2 separate regions of the Xenopus tropicalis genome follow, and region 2 is linked to region 1. A link is a contact called in public Hi-C data. All regions are on one chromosome and are shown on one strand. The core of a region is the stretch at or near the end of the contact, and the rest is flanking DNA. Distances in the headings are between cores, read along the strand shown.

Region 1 (3,857 bases), core at 132-2,631:
ACATCCCTTTAAAATCTGTGTATATAAATGCATGGTACATGGCTTGCCTGCGGCACACTTCTCTGTCTATTGCTAATTATCCATGGAGAGTAAGCGTTTAATATGTGTCTAGTTTTATAGCCAGTCTAACGCTCGGGGGGAAATTCTCTGACAGTTGCAATCTTGCACCACTGTAGTCATCAGCAGCACCCTCCCTTCATCCGTTGGCTTTGATCAGTTATGTGTAGACATAGTACATTAATAATACAACAGTAGAGTCTATTAATATAGTTGAAAAGGTCTGGTCGGTCACTGCACTGGCGCATATTTGCTGCTATGTTTTTGGGCTTCTGCCCCAGCTTCCTGTTCTTAGACCCCTCTATGCAGGGAAAATGCCAAGTTGCATATGCACTGAACATAGAATTGAATTTGGCTGTGCCGAAACCTAGTTCAAAGGTCCCATTATTAATATATACAATTATTAGGTCTGTTATCTGGAAACCCATTATCCAGAAGGTTCCAAATTACATGAAGGCATCTCTCTTAGATTCCATTTTAATCAGGTAATCTACCTTTTTAATAATGATTTCCTTTTTATTGATGCCAATTAAGATATAATTCATCTTTATTGGAGGCAGAACAATCCTTTTGGGTTTAATTCATGTTTAAATGATTTTTCACTAGGCTTAAGGCACGGAGATCCAAATTACCAAAAAGCCCTTTATCCCGAAAACTCCAGGTCCTGAGCATTTTGGATACCAGGGCCTATACTTGTTGTAGGACTGTCCTATCCTATAGCCTTTTGCCTAAAATCCCTAGAATCTTCTGAAAGCCGGAGGCTCCCCTATGTCCTGGGAATTGTATCAGCAACTAATATCACCATATTGCCATTTTGTTACCATCTTATGCTCTCTGCTTTGTTCCTGGAATTTATAGCTCCTTCTGCCTACAAACTGCTGCTCTGGGATCTGTAGCAGTCGCCCCAATATGCTCCCCTTAGAGGCAGCTCTAATGATAGAGCCTGGAATGTACAGTACTAACATGGAGCTTTATATCTGTAGGTCAGTGACCTCCCTTCCATTCCTTAATCACATTTCAGTGTTGCCCCCTTCTTTGGCACACAAGATGTTAAGGCTTTGCCTTCGTGCTGTTCTTCCATTCCTTAATCACATTTCAGTGTTGCCCCCATCTTTGGCACACAAGATGTTAAGGCTTTGCCTTCGTGCTGTTATGTATTTATCACCTGCAGGGAAAAGCCTTCCCCAATGTTACCAATGTTACACAGCCACAACTGATTAATCACTGCACTGATGCAATACACACCAAATAGAGTAGCAGTGAGAGCTCTGAGATAAACCTCTGCTGAGTTATAATCTATAACCCTCTGAGTGAATCCGTTATCCTTGAATAGCCTTGCGTCTACCTCCTGCGGCTCGACTGAGCTTATCAGCCCATCCTGACATATGGAGGAACTGAGCCTGGCTGATTATCTGTGCTGATGCTTTCCTATTAAAATTTAACAAAGACAATTTGAGTATGACACTTCCTATAATGAGCTGTCCCCATATAAACAAAGCAGGGAGCAGCCAGGGGGGCTGTCAAGCTACTCATTGCGTCTGATGTTTTATCTCACTTGGCAACCTTGGATAACAAAGAAATACAATAGCAAAATGCTGATTGTTTATCACATCTCAATAATGATACTTATTATAAAGACAATATAAATAGGTTAATCTCTTTGCACTCCAGGTAATAAAGGACAAGGTAACTGTAAATCACTGGAGGGGTGATTCTAATTTGTTAGGCACCCCCCAGTGAATGGAATTGCTAACCTTGGCCACTGAAAAGATGACAGCATGGCTCTCTATAATCAGGCAGGTGCAGTTTTTAGAGAAAAGGAGCCCTGCCCTAGGGTCCACAATTAGCAATTGTATTCACCCCCAGTGATTTCTACTTTCCTAGCTCAGCAGTTGGGTGACTAAATGTAGTTGTAGCCTTAAATAAAGCTCCATTGTTACCTGGCTAACAGGCACAGCTTTTCATATCTTCTCCTCTCAGTGGTGTGAATATGCCATAAATGATGGTCAAGAAGGGCATGGCCAAAAAAGTCCAGTAATGAAAAAGTTTAGGTTTATATTTCAATCAGGAATAATAAGTCTTCTTGTATCAGGTATAGAACAATGCCATAAAGCCATACCGGTATCCCCTTATATTAGTAGGAACATGGAATGGAACTATATCACACCTACGCTTGTACAAATGGTCCCTATATATATATTTTTCTGTTGTTGTTCTGATGCATGGCTTTTCTATACACTAGGACACCCCAAACTCAGGCCGACTATCTCTAAGAATGGCTATGCTGCCAAGCCAGAAGTACAGTCCCGAGAAACCGAGCGTCAGGTCATCCAGAAGCTCAAAGAGAAGTGCGAGGAGCAAACAAAGAAGCTCTTATTGGCCAGAGAAGAGCTGAAGAGAGCGAGCTGTGGCTTTGCGGTCTTTGCCGTCACAACTCAGTACTTCTTTCAGAAGGTAAGATTACTCTCAATATTCACAGTCATTTTTGCATGATTTCAACCTCTGACTGTATAATACACAAAAGCCAAAAACCATATATCCTTATCAATATTGTCTGGCGATGTCGATTAGTTGTAATTAGAGCTTAGTGATGTCAACGTTCAGAATTACTGATACATGTATATTGTAAAGAAATAATGTTAAGGTAGCCATTTTCAAATTATCATAAGGTTAGTGGGCATTGAACAATTGTACATCTAACATTTTTTCATCCGACATTGGTCAAAAAATTGATCAGGTTTGAAAATTTTCGTTTGTTAACAATTAAATGTATTCATTGACCAATTGTTTGCAGGGCTAAGCAGGTAGCTGCCCGCAGTTTCCTAGCTTCAATTAGACAATATTACTTAAATCGGTTGTATATCTCTAATGGATAATGCAAAAAAAATTATATAGTGTAATAATATGTTGCTTGTATGTTTAGCAGAGGCTTATATACTGCCCAAAGGTCTCATCTGCCCCTTTGCCCTGTCCTAAATTCATTGCTGTATGGTTATATAACTGGATGAACTGAAAATTTAGACATGTGAAAGATCATGTTTGTTCATCCTCTCTGCTGTTCAACCCACACGCCTTCCTCAGGAGGTTGGTCTGAGTGGGCAAAAACATGTCTAGTGGACAAATAAACATTGACACTTCACACTGTTGAACCTTGAATACCCCCATTTAATTCTGTATTAGGCACTCCTGGGAAGTTGCTCTTTGAGTATGTGTTTATCCCATGTGTGTTTTATTTGCTTGGGGGGCTTTAGAGAAAGCAGATCAGAGATGGATGGACTTGTCTGAGAAATCTGATGTTGTCTCTTGGCGGAGGGGAGAAACAGCAACTCAAGTCTCTGCAGTAAAATCTAAGCAAAGTAAAGAGTAGAAACTCTTATATATAGAAGAGCAAATGTTGATTGTTTTTTTTTTTCTAATCTGTAATTAACCACGTTTCAAGTAAAATATGTAATTGCTAGAAACAGGGTATTGGCTACTATGTTAGGATTGTCTGTTTGGGGCTGTCCAGCTCTTATTGATTGACTTTTCTCAGTATTCCCTGACCTGTAATGATACCTAAGTGAAGCCTATTAGGAAATGGTGATCGGAGAGGTTTAGCTTTGTAGGTTACAGGGATACTGATGCACTCACAGCGTTTGGGGGATTAGATCACTGGGAACATGTGCTGAACAAGTGAATGCAGTTTGGCCGCTTATACATTGGTACAATGTCCCCATCCTGTCACTCATAAGCAAGTCACCACAATAGAGTCATCTTGTTACTTCCTGCACATACTGAGAGAGGATTTATCTGATAAGACT
Region 2 (4,036 bases), core at 1,114-3,613, 200 kb before region 1:
CACCATAACACTATAAAAAGGAACAAAGGCCTTGGCTCTTATGTCACATGACTCTTAGTTATATACAGTTTCCTTTTATTTAGGGCTGGAGGTGCATCATCCTATGCAATACAAATGATTTTGATGTCTGAAAGTGCATTACATGGTGAGCCATAGTAGCATGGTAATCATTCGCTAGCTGCCTGGGGTAACTGTCAGTCTGGGGGTGACAGTAGCATCAAAGAAAAACAGAACATATCAATATATTTTCATTCTATGACAAGAATATGATCCATTATTTAAATACCCTATATATATACAGTATATATATCAAAGAAAATGTGCCTGCACTTGTCTCCAAATGTTCTATCGAGGTGCGTGGTTAAAAAATACATATGTTTGGTAAGGACCTTTATAAGTATTAAAACAGCAAAATGTCTTTATTTCACATATCACTTGTGTCCAACATTTCAGTACACATTAGGATCATTCTTGACAAAGGTCTCATGGAAGACTGAAACGTTGGAATAACAAATACAATTTCTTTTTCACCACACTTTTAAGTCCCGTGAGTGCCCTACTTTATATGACAGTATATATATATACTGTACATACATAAAGAACAAAATACACCAGCCAGGGTGCTAGGACAACTTGACCACCATTGGACGGGAGTACCTGAGGCTCACTAGAAACTGATCCCAAGGACCCGCCATTCCAGGTGCTGCACATCACTTCCGGATGCTTAGACACTGTGCACCTTGTAGCAAGTACACAGAGGCCCAAGCAACCCCCAACAAGCCCACTAAACAGTGACTGTCTATAATACCTTATAGTAGCCCCTTTGGTTTTTGCCGGAATCCACAGATTGCCAGTCTGGGCCTGCCATCCCCCCTCCAACGAGTCCTGGGTGAAGGGACTACCAGGGTTTCTCCCAGTGAGCCAGTCTAATGCTGAAAATGATTGGTATGGGATCCCTTATCCAGAAACCCATTTTTTAGAAAGCTCCAAAGTACAGGAAGGCCATCTCTTGTAGAGTTCATTTCTAATAATTATCATTTCCTTGCAGCACCCTAAATTTGTACTTCATCCCAACTAAAATGCATGAATCCTTATTGGTGGAAATCCTATTGGGTTTATTTAAAGTTTAAATGATTTTCAGCAGACTTAAAGGAGAAGGAAAGGTAAAAACTAAGTAAGCTTTATCAGAAAAGTCTATGTAAATACAGCCATAAGCACTTACAGTAATGCTGCACTGAATTCTCTGTCAAAAGATTTCTCGAGTCTGTAATTAATGAGAGACACGCAGCTCTCTGCTCTCTCCCCTCTCCTGCTTCCCCCTCCCTCAAGAATGCTAAGAACTCACTCCCACCGAACTCACTCTGTATAACAGATCCTATGCCTATACTAAGTGTCGAATCCACAACCCATGCAGGGGCCCCTGCAGCAGCCCCCACAACACCTGCAGGGGGCGCCACCTGCCCAACCCCCCTCCACCGAGCACCCATTAATTAAGCTTAACTTCAGCGCATTGGGGGAGGGAAATAACTGGACTAGGGGTGCTCCGGTGGGGATTGGGTCTGGGCCGGCAGGGCCCACTGGCTCAGTCCGACACTGCTTACACTAAACCCAAGAAGTAAGCATCCAGCACTCTACAGGACATGGGATGGATGTCATTCCAGGGTGTGACTATGACATCAGGGAGTAGGGTTATGATGTGGCAATCAGTGATTGGCTGATCATCACACCATTTAATTTGAAGTCCTGTCCAGATTTCCTAATTTAGTAGTTTTTACCCAAACAGTATCGGAAAACTGGGCTGCCTGGGTAAAAACTGGACAAGTGGCAACCCTACCCTACTTTACCTGTGTACCTTAAACAAAAACTTTAAAAGTTTTGGGCATCACATGTATAACATATGTTTATATAAAATATCTACACTTTGTAAACAAATGCTGGCAATTAGTATGTATGAATCCATTATAATAAAATAGCAATAGTATATACCCTGCTAATGCTCTGTCTCCTTGTCCTTAACTGACCCCATTATCCCAGTTTATTCCTAGCGCAGCTGCTAATAAGGTCGCCTCAGCAGCTACCTGGCAGCCATTTATTAACTGGGGACTGTTACCCTCACCAGACACATCCAATAAGTGTCAATATCGATGATATCTATAGAAGTGTGCAAGGATAGAGACTAAGGATACAGAGAGCAGCCACAATAAAAAGAAGAGATAAAGGAACAAATCTCTATCCTGACTCCATTCTCCCATCTGCTCTTTTCTGGTTGGTTTACCCGAGCGCAGTTCCCAGTAGGGCCAGCAGAGGGCGCCGCGGCTCCCCAATCGTAGTATAAACAGAGAGTGCTGATGCAGCCAGCGGATTCGCTCGGGATGAGCGAGGTTGGACCCGTCGCAGCTGCTTCTTTGCATCCTCAGGGTCGCTGGTCAGAGATACTGCAGGCTGTGGATGCGCTTAGGAGCGAACTCTCCCCTCTGTGACACTGCGTTAGATTGGGAGCAGGAGGGCAGCAGGGGAATAGCCCCAGCAGCAGCAGCCCCAGCAGCATCTCCCTGGAACCCTCCGGCGTGGGCTCTTTGTCTGTGCAGGGAAGGGGGCGCCTCCCCCCAAGGTAGAGATCCCCTCTCCGGAGCCCTCACCCACTGGCTGGGCACTATGCGTGGGAGCAGCACAGGAACAGGTAAGGGCATGAGTGGGAAGGGGAGGCAATTCCAGCATTTGCTTCAGTACTGGGGGCAACTACAGGGGCTGCAGTGCATACAGAGCATGAAGCATCCTCAGTCTGGCACAACATCCCTTTTACTTTTATACTGAGAAGTGGTACCTTGTACTTCAGCACCAACACCTAAACCTTAATGGGTTATGTATAAAGGTCCAGTCCCTGGGCCAGTACATCAGGCTATATAGTGTATTGGCTTAGTAAGATGAGGTGTTATTGTGGCCCCTTGATATTATGGTAAATGACTTCTGGGCAGAAGTGTGTTCCCTGCCTGTACCTTATATGTACAGCCCTATTCTATGTTTCACTTAGGGAGCCGGGGTCCCCCAGCTGTTATTAAATGATATGGACAGCACTCCCCTATTCATACAAGAATGGCTATGGCAAATAGCAGTGTAAGCACTTACCCTTTACACTGCCCTTAATAGTCACTTTTTTGAAACTTGAAGAGAGTTATATAAGTGTATAAATATTTGTGTACATTTGACTCCATATTGCAACATTGTTTACTATATATATATATATTTATAATATATATATATATATATATATATATATATATATATATACAGTATATATATATAGCAACATTGTTTGACTATATAGCAACATTGAGTGCAATTCTTATTGTATGTAAGTATAGTCCTAATTTACAAAAAAAGAGTTCTTAGATAAAAGGAAAGGGGAGAAGGTGATTATTTTTTGCATTTGGAAGTACTGAAGTGCGGAAGTACTGGAGTTGAGACAAATCCATAGTTTTATGTGGGAAGCTATTCAATAGGATTGACAAATCTACTCTTACATTTAATGGCTATCAGCATTTGCAGAGTTCTGTGATAAATAGACTCATCGATTACAGTGACACAAAGACTCATCTTGTTGGTTCTGTACTGTGAAATTAAAAGTTTCTGCATTCAGAAGGGAATGAGGAATACTTAGGGACAAGTTGGTTGTGCCGGAACTTGCATCAATGAAGTATCTCTTGTCACCAAGACAATACTGATAGTAATGCTTTCTGTTCAGTTTCACTTCCAGAGCCTACTGGAAGCTGTCATCTCCACTGCTACTATAGGCACCATCTCTCCCTACTATACCTGCTATCCCACAGCCACAGTCCCTTCCCAGAGGCTATTATCCCCCCACTGCTACTATAGGCACCATCTCTCCCTACTATACCTGCTATCTCACAGCCACAGTCCCTTCCCAGAGGCTATTATCCCCCACTGCTACTATAGGCACCATCTCTCCCTACTATACCTGCTATCCCACAGCCACAGTCCCTTCCCAGAAGCTATTATCCCCCCACTGCTACTATAG

What was found. A called contact is a pair of places that touch in the nucleus more often than the background predicts.
Region 2: a contact with region 1 is called in a Hi-C map of neurula embryo, with 2.2 times the contacts expected there. The contact joins the promoter of mtus2 here to the enhancer-like site in region 1. A contact is called at or near these places in 3 of 5 Hi-C or Micro-C datasets (brain, gastrula embryo and neurula embryo).

Annotation. Positions count from the first base shown.
Region 1 is chr2:154,544,300-154,548,156 of UCB_Xtro_10.0, reverse strand. mtus2 (microtubule-associated tumor suppressor candidate 2) reads left to right here. Exons shown (of 15, transcript XM_002934016.5): 7 at 2,300-2,511. Among named protein-coding and RNA genes, the nearest start is that of slc7a1, 70 kb to the right of the region's middle. Within about 2 kb of position 1,381, at least 1 of the 11 cell types and tissues checked has an H3K27ac peak or open chromatin away from gene starts, as enhancers often do. A contact at or near this core is called in neurula embryo, where this site is marked.
Region 2 is chr2:154,749,048-154,753,083 of UCB_Xtro_10.0, reverse strand. It overlaps mtus2 (microtubule-associated tumor suppressor candidate 2), which reads left to right and starts at 2,363. Exons shown (of 15, transcript XM_002934016.5): 1 at 2,363-2,680.